Regions from separate parts of the Triticum aestivum genome. Here region 2 is linked to region 1. The links are chromatin contacts, called in public HiCAR-type maps. All regions are on one chromosome and are shown on one strand. The core of a region is the stretch at or near the end of the contact, and the rest is flanking DNA. Distances in the headings are between cores, read along the strand shown.

Region 1 (5,792 bases), core at 1,807-4,306:
GACGATGGTATTCGGACACCGGAAGTGTTCCGGAGGGTACCAGGTACTTATCGGGTCACAGGAACGGAGTTTCGGGCACCCCCGGCAAAGATATGGGCTTTATGGGCCAAGTGAGGGAACACACCAGCCCTGATGCGCCCCTATAGAGGCCAGATCTATGATGAGGAGAAGGAAAGAGGGGAGGGCAAGGAAATTGTGGATTAGGATTCCTACTTCCTTCCCTCTCCCCCCTCTTTCCTTCCCCCTCGGTTATATATGGCAGGGGGGCGCGCGGCTTGGGAGGGACTTCAAGTAGGATTCCTCCTACATGGGTGCCTCCTATGGCTGCTCCTCCCTCCCTCCCACCTATATATATGAGGAGGGGGCGCCTAGCACACAACAGACAATTGTCTAGCCGTGTGAGGCGCCCCCCTCCACCGTTTACCACATCGGTCATATTTTTGTAGTGCTTATGCGAAGCCCTGCGGAGATCACTTCACCATCACCGTCACCATGTCGTTGTGCTGACGAAACTCATCTACTACCTCGATGTCTTGCTGGATCAAGAAGATGAGGGACGTCACCGAGCTGAACATGTGCAAAACGCGAAGGTGTCGTACGTTTGGTACTTGATCGGTTGAAGCCCGAAGAAGTTCGACTACATCAACCACGTTGTGAAACGCTTTCGCTTACGATCTACGAGGGTACGTAGACACACTCCCCCCCTCGTTGCTATGCATCTCCATGGATAGATCATTGCGTGTGCGTAGAATTTTTTTGTTTTCCATGCAACATTTCCCAAAATGTGCCTCCACACCGCTCGAACGGAGATTAGCATCCAAGTGTCAACTTCGGGATACATCATCGTCTCTGCATTCCTCGCTTATCTCTTACCCGAGCCATTTACTTATGCAATTACTTTGTCATAGCCTTTGTGCTTCAAGTTATATTTTGCTTGCTACCACATAGTTGTTTATCTTGTTTGGCATATGTTATTGGTGCGCATAGTTGAGCCTAGCTTATTTAGGTTTTGTGCTTAATAAATTAAACACTAGTTTTACTCCGCATTTATTCAAGCCTAAACCGTAATTGTTTTTAACAAGCCTATTCACCCCACCTCTAGACGACATCCAGTTCCTTTCAATCGGAGCCCACCGCGATTAAGGAGTTGATCTCAGCGGGAAGGACCCTTGGAGCCCCACCCCTTCGTTAGCTGTCTATCGGTTGTTTGTCGCCCTTCGACTACCCCTTTCGGGTTCTCTAGTGTTGTAGTGTGGCCCAGTTGATTGCTGCCCTTTGGCTACGTCGATAGTATCAAAGTTGTCATGGTTTGGTCTAAGTTAATCAGAGCTTCTCGTCTATGGTACCGGTGCTTCTCTTCCATTTGTGCCTCCCATTGGTTTTTGTCTCGGTCTTTGCACTAGTTTGCTTGTGGTGTGTGAGGATGGTGCCCACAATGTCTAGGCTATGCATTGATTTTTGATGGCGTTCTTGTGTTGCCTCGGCAAAGCGAAGGCGCCGCTCATTGGGGGTTTTCCTGGGGTGTCCTCATTGTGTGTGTGTGTGTGTGTGTTCGGGTGGAGGTAGGGCTACACAATTTTTTTTGGTTCTTTGTTTTTCTGCAATTCACGTGTGCGCTGGTTCATTTAAACATATCTTGTAAGAGGTTGTGAATCTTCATAGCAAAATATAGATGGAAATATTCATATGTATATCTCCTTGACTATTCAATAAAAAAGTACTATTTTAATTACATTTAAAATACCCCTTATGGGTGACACAGCGACAAGCATGTTCACAACTAACGTGCACTATTTAGGGGCATACAAAGAGTATGTGAAATTTCATCAATTCAATGAGAATTATATACAAATATATCAATGAACATGTATGTCTATGGGTTGTGCATCATATTAGGCGCATCCTTAGCAAGCACAACTTGACTTGTGTACCTAGCCAACTATGACGTCATTGTGACATATGGAGCCATCTTTGTCAGTTTGAGAATAATAACATGCCATGAAACACAACATCTCATTTGAGGTGAAATTTACTCATAGAAGTTTTTTCAGTTTTGCTAAAGCACATCTCTATGTGCTTTAAGTATTGCTCATCTAAGTCTTATGTCATTAATTTTACGCTAAGATTCATGCAAACATTTTCTTTTGTCTTTTCTCCTTCTATTTCTAATTTGATTGAGTGACATAGATGTATAATAACCAGAGCATATCTAGATGTGCCCTAAACGAACCTGAGTTTTTTTATAAAAAGAATTTGTCCAAAAATCCGCCAGTTCAAAGAGAACGCTTGTCCTGCCTTTTTGATCGATATGGTATACAATTAGATTCCATCTCTCATCGAAGAACTTTACAAAAAAAAATTGAACAATTATAGCATGGGCGACTATCGCCACGACGATGAAGCCGCCAATCCCGGCTCACCCCATCCATCTTCTTCGATGCCGCGAACCATCCCTGCACGGCAATCCTATGTCGTCGCATCCTCAGCGCCGTCTCTGACCAAGAAATCTGTGGTGGAGAATATACTGTGATTTTATGAAATTTATCCAGTCCACGGGAGCGACAGTAGACCCGTTAATACCGTTATAGCACGATCATGATAACCAGTTCTCGAATCCAGTCGTTGGCAAAGGACTCGACAAAAGTTTAGCAATCACGCTCACTGCCGGTGGGCTTCAGCTCAGGGGTCCCACACCTCAGCGACCTACAAACACACGGCTTTACAAAAAGACCCCACCTCGCAAATCATCTCTCCCAGGACAGGAGCATCCAAACGTTGGGAACAAAGGCGTTCTCCGCCGGCCGCTCGAGATGGCTCGCCCGGCCCCACAGGTCAGTCAGCAGCACCGCCATTTTACAATAAAGCCCCTTCTGATCTCCCGTCCACAAACGAACCCCTCACACCTGGACCCCACTCTCCAGCGAGCAGAAGCAGCAGAAGCCCAGCTGTCCAGGGGCAGAGCGGTAACTCCGCAGGGGCGGACGTGCCAACTGTGAGCCCGCGTATTTTATTGCGGGAAAAACCAGGGAGAAATTTATTTCCATCCGAGCCCCTGAAAAAATGCGTCCCCATTAAAACCTCTCTCCTTCCTTCCTGTCTCTCTCTCTCCCTAAAATCTCTCTCCTTCACCTCACTCTCTCTCCACCCCGACCCCCGCTGCCGAATCCCCAAACCCCCGCCGTCGCAATCATCCGCCCGTGGGGGCAGGCGCGCGCGGATTTCTGTGGACTCCGGCGTCCCCGGCCCGGATTGATCCCGCCGCTCCTCCCCTCCTCCCGATTCTCGCCATCCAATCCTTTGCTCCCTTCCTTTCCCGGCCGCCTCCCTGGTTTCTTGCCGAAATTGCCTGCCACCTGTTTGGACTCTGGACGCGCGCATAACTTGCCTCGCCATTGTGGCTGCTCTGCTCAGCCCGGCTGCTTCTTTGGATCTGCTAGCTCGCCTGCCGCCGGCCTCCGGTCCGCGCATGCCCGTCCTCCCCCGCTCCGAATCTCGTCCTCGTTTCGGAGGTCCTCGTATGCGGATGAGGAGGGGATCCTGACCTGACTCTTGCTCGGCTCCGGCGGTCCCCTTCTTGGATCCTCGCTCGCGGCGGAGGCGTGCCGGGATGGGTTTCTTGATCTGCGCCTGCCTCCTCCAGCTGCTCTTCTTGGGCTCTTCTCCGGCGGCGGCACAGTCACCGTCGCCGGCGAGGGCCCTGGACGCAATGCTGCAGGACTACGCGTACCGGGCCTTCGTCCGGCCGCACACCGGCATTGTCTACAACGCCACCGTGCCTGCGGACCTCGCCGGCGTCGCGGTGTCCGGGCTCCGCCTGCGCAGCGGCAGCCTGCGGAGGAAAGGCTTCTCCGACTACTTCGAGTTCAGCATCCCCCCTGGCGTCATCGTGCAGCCGTACGTCGAGAGGGTGGTGCTCGTGTACCACAACCTGGGCGAGCTGTCGGAGAAGTACTACCCGCTCCCCGGCTACACCTACCTCTCGCCCATTCTCGGGCTGCTGGTCTACGACGCTGCCAACTTGTCAGCAACGGGATTGTCCGAGCTGAGCATCGTCGCGTCAGGGAGCCCGATTTCTGTGAGTTTCAGCAATGTGAGGGCGGTGCCCCCAGGCAGTCCAGCGCCGCAGTGTGTGTGGTTTGATTTGGATGGGGTGCCACAGTTCCGGGGCTTGGAGGCAAACAACGTGTGTGCAACCTATCGCCGAGGGCACTTCTCCATAGTGGTGAACTCCAGTGAGGTTGCTCCTGCTCCAGGGCCTTCAGGCGCAATTGCCCCACCAATACCGACTAATGGTGGTCGTGATAAGGGTAGTTCGGACGCATGGAAGATTGCTGTCGGCGTTGTTGGGGGCGTCATTGCATTGGGGCTGTTGGCTTTGCTTCTGGTGTGTTTTGTCAGATATAAAAGGGAAAAGAAGATGGAGGTGATGGAACGAAATGCAGAGGTCGGGGAGACTTTGCGCATGGCGCAGGTTGGGCGGTCGCAAGCGCCTGTAGCGTTGGGAACGCGAACAAAACCTGTGATTGAGAGTGAGTACGTTGCCTAGTTGATTTTTGGTGTTCTGCAGAATTCAGGCAACAGCAGCAATGCTCTATGATGATGCCCTGAGATGTGGAATTGTCCACCGGTCAGTTGAGGCAGAAAGCATTCCATGTCAGTGAGGGTGCTGTGAATTGCTAGGTTTAGGGTTCAGCTGCTGCTCCTTGCGGGTAGCAAATTCTTTTGGCGGTTCTTATTAGGACTTGAATTGTTCTGCAATGGTTACTGTTGATGTTCATAGTCGCCATGTTCCTTGTTGGGTTCATCTGCAAGCAAGCAATGGAGAAGAGATATTTGTCATGCCAGATTTGGAATCCTTCGATTATTTTTTCATTGTTGTATTCAGAAGGAAAATGGGCCTGGCAATAAGGCTGAGGTAATATTCATTGCACATGCCATTGTGCTGTTCCAGTGAAATTCATATAGGTTCCAACTCAATTCCATTTTGGTGCCTTTTAGCTTCTCCTGTTTGGACAAATGTTTAATACAATGTAAATGTTTACTCATTTAGTTTGGTTTGGTAACTAATCTGCTTATTTAGATTTCATTGTTGCTTGTTTTAACATGCGGTCTGTATGCAGTGAGAACCTTCCTTTTTTCTTCTCAGAAAGGTTATCATTTCTGGCTGTACCTTCTTGATGATCCAACCTTGTGATTTAACAATTAACATGCAGTCTGTGTGCAGTGAGAACTTTCCTCTGTCTTCTGAGAAATGTTCGCATTTCTAGCTGTACCTGATTGATGATCGAACCTTGTGATTTAACATTCAGTCTGTGTGCAATGAAAATTTTCCTTTGTCTTGTTAGAGATGTATGCATTTCTAGCTGTACTTTCTTGATGATCGAACCGTATGATTTGTTTCCAAAGTAATACTAAACTCTTGGAACTTACAAGGGTGTCATTGTTATTGTTTGTTATTAACAATTTTAGTTTCTTTCATGCTGAGTTGGGTAAGAATGGCTTGAATGCAGCTTTATAAAATAGCAAAAGAATGTATAATTGGTGTAAGTGTGGTCAGACATCAAACTGAAGATAGAACAGATGATTTGATAATTCTGTGCTACAAAATGAGAGAAAAATATATTCGTTGGTATGATTTCGGGTCAGTCTGCTGTTTCAAAGTTAGTTAGGACTTTAGGGTATTATTTTTCCAGCATAGTGTTGTTCGTGAGGCATTGGACGATGGACGGCGAAAGCAAGGTGCATTTACATTAGAATAATTTAGTTTCAAGTCTGTTGCATAAGCTCCTGTC
Region 2 (5,792 bases), core at 1,157-3,656, 150 kb before region 1:
TGGTGTTGGGTGCAAGCCATACATGGGCATATTTGACCCGCTGATTGCTGAAGCCTATTCTCGGACGGTGTCGGGTTTGCCAAGCTGCAAGGATTTAAGCATGGAGGTTGATTGTCTGAAGATGGTTACACTCTAAAACACTCGCCACAATTCTCGCTCAGTTGTGGCTCCTATCTTAGTTGAAATTGGAGAGTTAGTTAGAGATTTCTCTTTTCTTGATATTCAACGTGTAAACACGTGAGCAAACATTTGGGCTTATCTCTGTTCAAAGCGTGCTTGCATTTTGAATGTGACCCAAATTTGGCTTGATGAAACTTCTAGGGTCCCAGTGACCAACCTTCTGGTTGATTATCCGAAGAATGCCTTTGTTTGGATAAAACTCTCCGAATTGCAAAAACAAAAAACAAAAAACACTTCTCAGCAAAGGTTTATAGAAAAAAGAGGAATAATTACAAGAGTGTCGACCGATGTGCGAACACAGAGGTCGGGGTACAACTCACCCCATTCCAACACCCGGTTATCCTAGGCTAACTCCTCACGAAACGTTGTAAGCCTCCTACTCCTACACCAGCTTGTTTCCACTCGGCGATCTCGTCGAGAATCTGGAATGGAAGCTCACTCGCAGTTGTCTGCTCGCTGACCCTGTTGAAGACCCTAGCATTCCTTTGTTTCCAGAGGGCCCAGGCCACCGCCGTCACCAGCGTGTCAAATCCTCTGCGGTCCTGCCCTCTGAATCTCTTCCGCGCTGTCAGCCACCAATCTTTGAACACACCCGACTCCCCCGGTTCCTGCACCTGGATTGCAATGAGGTTAAACACCTTATACCACACCTCCTGTGCGTACGTGCAGTTTGCCAAAATGTGATCCACATTGTCTTCAGCCTGCAAGCACGTGTAACACGCCGACGGCTGATCCTGTAAACCATGTCATGCCCTCCTGTCGGATGTCCAGATTCTATACTGTAGGGCGAGCCACACGAACAGCTTGCATTTGAGTGGTGCCCAGCTTCTCCAGGTGCACTTAGCCGTGGGCAAACGAGCTAGCTTCGAGCAAAGGTAGTCATATACTGATTTAGCCGTGTATGTGCCTGTCGGTGATCTCGGCCAGGTGAAACTATCAGGCAGTGACGGGTCTCTGTCCACCGTACCAAGAGCCTGGCAAAGGTGCATGTACTGCATCAGGGCTGTGAATGAGGTGTTATGCTTGAAATCATGCACCCAAGAGCCATCCTCAAGTGCCTGGTGCACCGTACGTCTGTTCGCCGTTCTCGTCGGGACAGTGGCTACGATCAGTGGTGCAATCTCTGCCGCCGCTACTCCATGGATCCACTTGTCCTTCCAGAAAAGTACCTTGTCGCCCGAACCCACTTTTATACTGACCAACGCATCAAACACCTCTCTCGCTTCCTCATCCGGTGTCATTGGTAGCCCCTGCCATGGTCTATGAGCATCAGTCCTCTTTAGTCATTCCCACCGGACTCGAAGCGCCATCGCTTGCCACTTCAGGTTTTTAATACCTAAACCACCGCCGGCTTTTGGCTGACAGATTTTATCCCAAGCCACTAGGCATTGTCCGCCGTTACACTTGTCTTTGCCCGCCCAGAAGAATGATCTCATCCATTTGTTCATATCCTCAAGCACCCACTCCGGCGCCTCAGTGACCATAAGATGGTGAACGGGGCGTGCCGCCACTACCGACTGCACCAGAATAAGCCGGCCAGGCCTCATGAAGTGTCGTACTTTGTCCAGCATCGGTTGCCATTCTGCTCTAGTCAGACTCTTTATCGCCAGTTGCAGTCCCAGGTATCGGCAAGGGAACTCTGAGATGTCGCATTGCAGCATTCCGGCAACCCTGGCCCTATCCTCCTCACTTCCTCGTATGAGCACAACCGTGGATTTGCGGTAGTTCACCTTGAGACCCGAGGCTTTGCCAAATGCTTTTAGAATCTCGGTGACAGCTGCCAGGTCGGTCTCTGCGGGTCTGGTAAACATGGCGACGTCGTCAGCATAAACGGACAGTCTTTGTGTTGTCGAGATTCCGGCAAAAGAGGTAAGAACTCCCATCTCCGTGGCCTTCTGCACCAGGGCAGAAAGGGCCTCCATGGCTATCACAAAAAGCAAAGGAGAAATGATCTTCCTCCCTGGTGCCCCGTTGACCACCACCCTGGTACTGGCTGTTAGTAGTAGCGCCGCCATCCAGTCCAACCACTTTTGACCAAATCCTTTTGCTTTCATCACCTCGAAGAGGAAAGGCCAGGAGAGAGAATCAAATGCACGGGAAATGTTAAAACACCTGGTGTTCTTCTCGCGTGAATCTTCCTTGCTACTTCGCGCACCAGTAGGAAGTTGTCGTGAAGCTGTCGTGTTCTTCTCAGCAAAGGTGACAAAGGGCGTTTGTGCGAGAGAGCACATGTGGGCCCATCTGTTGAATTTTGACAGGTTGGTCCAGCTTGGTGTCTCTCTCTAATCAAAGCAAGCAAGGGATCACCAAAAAGCTATAGCAGCTGTTCGCTTCTTCCTCTCCGCGTCCCTCCCACCTCCACCCACCCAGCTCAGCTCATCATGGCCTACCGCCGGAAGCAGCAGGGGCCCGTCGCCTCCGACGACCGCCGGACTCCCCAACCCCAGGCAAGCACCCTCCCTCCCTCTCCTCCCCCACCCGTCTTCTGTACCATCCAATCCCTCTGGTTATTACTGCCAATTTTGCTTGCGCTTGCGCTTGCGCCTGTCTCGATCCGTCGGTCGAATATTATACCGGGATCACATCGCGTCCAGTTCGCTCCTACAGATGTGCCCTCCGTTCGTCCGACACAAAATTTGTTGGGACGATGTGCGATAGTCACGGATTGATGCAGGTTATCCCTCTTGCTTACCTATTGGGGGGCAGCTTGAACTAACAGGTCAATTTGGTCCTGAATATGCCAGCTACTGGATAATCACTGTCTGATTCCAAACCCATCACCGAGATAATTAGCAAGCTGTAGTGTTCCTCTGATGTGCGTTTCTATTGTTCAGTTCGAGGTGAAATTTAGCATGTCTGTATCACTTAGGATCACTGATATAAATGGCACGCTATAGCGTTTTGAGCAATGTCTCGCTAAATAAAATCAGTGTAAAATCGTCCGCTATAGCGAATTTTAAGGGATGTGCTATTTTGTCATAGCACGCTGTTTTTTTCCTTGCTTATTAGGATTGACAGATATTCTTCATGTACTCAAAAATGTTGTTCTACTTATATGGGTTGCTGTGTTGATTTGGTCTGCGGTGAATGAGCAGAGTTTGGCTGCTTCGTCGTACAACTACACGTCGATGGATAGCATGCGTGAGCCTAAGGTTGGATTGTGGGGAGCATTGGCAAGAAAGGCCAAGGGGATTCTCGATGAGGATGCTGCTGCTCACAAGTTCGATGACCATGGGAAAGTTCAAAGTGCCACTCGCAAGCCCAACTTATCGGATGGAGCTCAGGTGAGACAGCAAATATATTGGTGAAACACGATGAAATCCAATCAGTAAACTTATTGTCCATGGCTGGTTTCTTAGCCTTTAGGTGATTTACATTCTTCGTTCCATTTTCTTATTTCAGGCCCCTCAATCTCGTTGGCCATTCGACAGCTATGGAGGGACAGAAAGGAGCGAACCGCGGAAGAGGTCAGAGGCACTTGCCGCTTCTGTCAACCAGTTTGGTGGAAGAATCAGAAACGCCTTGGAGGTAAAGTTCTTTAGCATCATGCAGCTTTATTTATTTTACGATATTACCGACACAACTGACAACTCGTAATTGTAGCTTCATTTCGGACCCTTTTCTGTGTTGTCGCTGGGTACTTTACAGTATCTCTTTTGGAAGTTCAGCATCCTGTTTGGTTTGTGCACTGACTTGTTTTCATCTCTATGTTTTACAGGAAGGTCTCATTATTGTTGATAATAAGACATCAAACATCATCGAGGAAACAAAGAAGATACAAATTAGAAGAAAGCCTGACAGTTCCAGTTTGCATATGCAGAATCCTGCTGCAGATGCATTCCCCCCTCCGAGTTTCACACTGAATAAAGCTGAGGCAGCCCAGGAGACCCAGTTAAAAGCTTCTCGCGACGTAAGGTGCCATACGATTATAGATCAATTAGGAATATGCTTTACCAAGCCCTTTATGGGAAAGCTACTAATCCTTTTACTTGACAAAAGCTTGCTTACACATGTTTATATTCCCAGTTCAGGGCCTCTTTGGATCTTAGGAATGAAAAACCTAGGAATATGAAACATACAGGAACTATAAACTTCAAAACATAAGGAAATGCAGAAAAAATGCCCAGTACTATTCAAATGAGTAGGGAAAAGTGGTTGAAGTGGATGTTGAAATTCCTATGGAATTGGTGGTGTACGAAAGCAATCCATATGAATTCGATGCCGTCGTCCTTATGATCCAAAGGGCCTCTGTAGGAAAGTTCTACAGGATTGGAATCATTCAAAAACCCTATGAAATTATTACAATCCAAAGTGGCCCTCAACTTCTAGGATTAGATTTTCTAGTTCATTTAGTTTAAGCCAAAGGCAGCATTGCAACATTAAGTTCTGTAGCATAGATTTTTTTTTGAAAAGGAGGATGACCCTCGGCCTCTGCATCTGGGAGATGCATGCGGCCATTTTATTGATTATTCTCGAGGACCTTACAAAGTAGAACAACAATATGCCTGAATCCGCCATCTTGGCAACATCTGCCGCTACTCCTATCCATATGATGAAGGGGTGCAAGCCGAGCCACATACCCAGACCTCTCACCTAAGCCTAACATCAAAAGCCGGAGTCCCCGACCGAGCCATCTACCGGGTCCGGGGCACAAACCGGTCCGACGCACTCACATGTGTCGTCGCCGTCATCTTCCACTGGTCCATCTTCAGAGCAGATTGAGGTGTCAACCTTGGCAGGTCCTCCGCCATCGCCGCCACCATGCCGCCAAACGACGACCTCCACCTACGCGAGCCTTGGCAGGTCTTCCGCCATGGACGCCACCACGACGCCAAACGACGACCTCCACCTACGCGAGTCCATCTCCAAGCAACGGACGTAGATCCATGCTAGGATAGGTCCGCACCACCGCCGTCGCCCACCACCCACAAGCGCCACCCAACCCCAAGGTTCCCAAAGCGGCGTGTTCAAGCAGGGAACGGCGCTGTGAGCGCCGCCGCCCAACAAAGTTAGGGCTTTCGCCCAGGAGACCTAGGGGAAGGGGAAGTGAGGAGATCAGTCCATACCGACGCCTCCAAGGAGGGGAACGGCGCCCTAGGCGTCACCGTCGGCGCGGCTGGCCATGGCCGGCCAGGGATTTCACCCGAACTAGATCCCCGCCACCAGCAGCGCCTCCTGTACAGAACCGGTGACCAAGGGAAGCGCGGCCCGACCAGGCTGGCCCGCACGCCGAACAAGGGAGGAGGGGAGGTGCCAGATCGCGCGCACCGACCGCCGCAGAAGCCGCCGCCAGCCGCCAACGACCACCGGGATCCCGCCACCCTCACGGCCAGGACGCCAGATCCACCGCCTGCACGGCTGCTTGCCGGAGCCTGCCGTGCCTCGCCAAAGGAGCCGCCGCTCCAGATCCGGGACTCCCCACGCAGAGGCAGGGCAGGCGAGACCCCGCCGCCGCCATCCTTGGCGCCCCGGGCTTGCCCGGCGGCTGCCTCGGGCGGCGGCGAGGAGGTGGGACGATGTGGGGAGGGGGCCACGGCGGCGCGGCTAGGGTTCCCCCGCCGCCGCCGGGGGAGGCGACGCGGGGGTCGCGAGAGGAGGCGACGCGGTTGGAC

The links. HiCAR-type assays count read pairs that join an accessible place to other places.
Region 2: a HiCAR-type map of leaf shows a contact between it and region 1, with 2.5 times the contacts expected there. The contact joins the promoter of LOC123096506 here to the promoter of LOC123096505 in region 1. A contact is called at or near these places in 2 of 5 Hi-C or Micro-C datasets (leaf and an unstated tissue) and 1 of 1 datasets of contacts at active chromatin or transcription factors (leaf).

The regions. Positions count from the first base shown.
Region 1 is chr4D:101,825,022-101,830,813 of IWGSC CS RefSeq v2.1, reverse strand. LOC123096505 reads left to right here and starts at 3,056. Exons shown (of 1, transcript XM_044518246.1): 1 at 3,056-5,045. The coding sequence starts at 3,608. The coding sequence ends at 4,546.
Region 2 is chr4D:101,974,232-101,980,023 of IWGSC CS RefSeq v2.1, reverse strand. It overlaps LOC123096506, which reads left to right and starts at 2,406. Exons shown (of 6, transcript XM_044518247.1): 1 at 2,406-2,627; 2 at 3,276-3,464; 3 at 3,583-3,708; 4 at 3,899-4,090. The coding sequence starts at 2,562.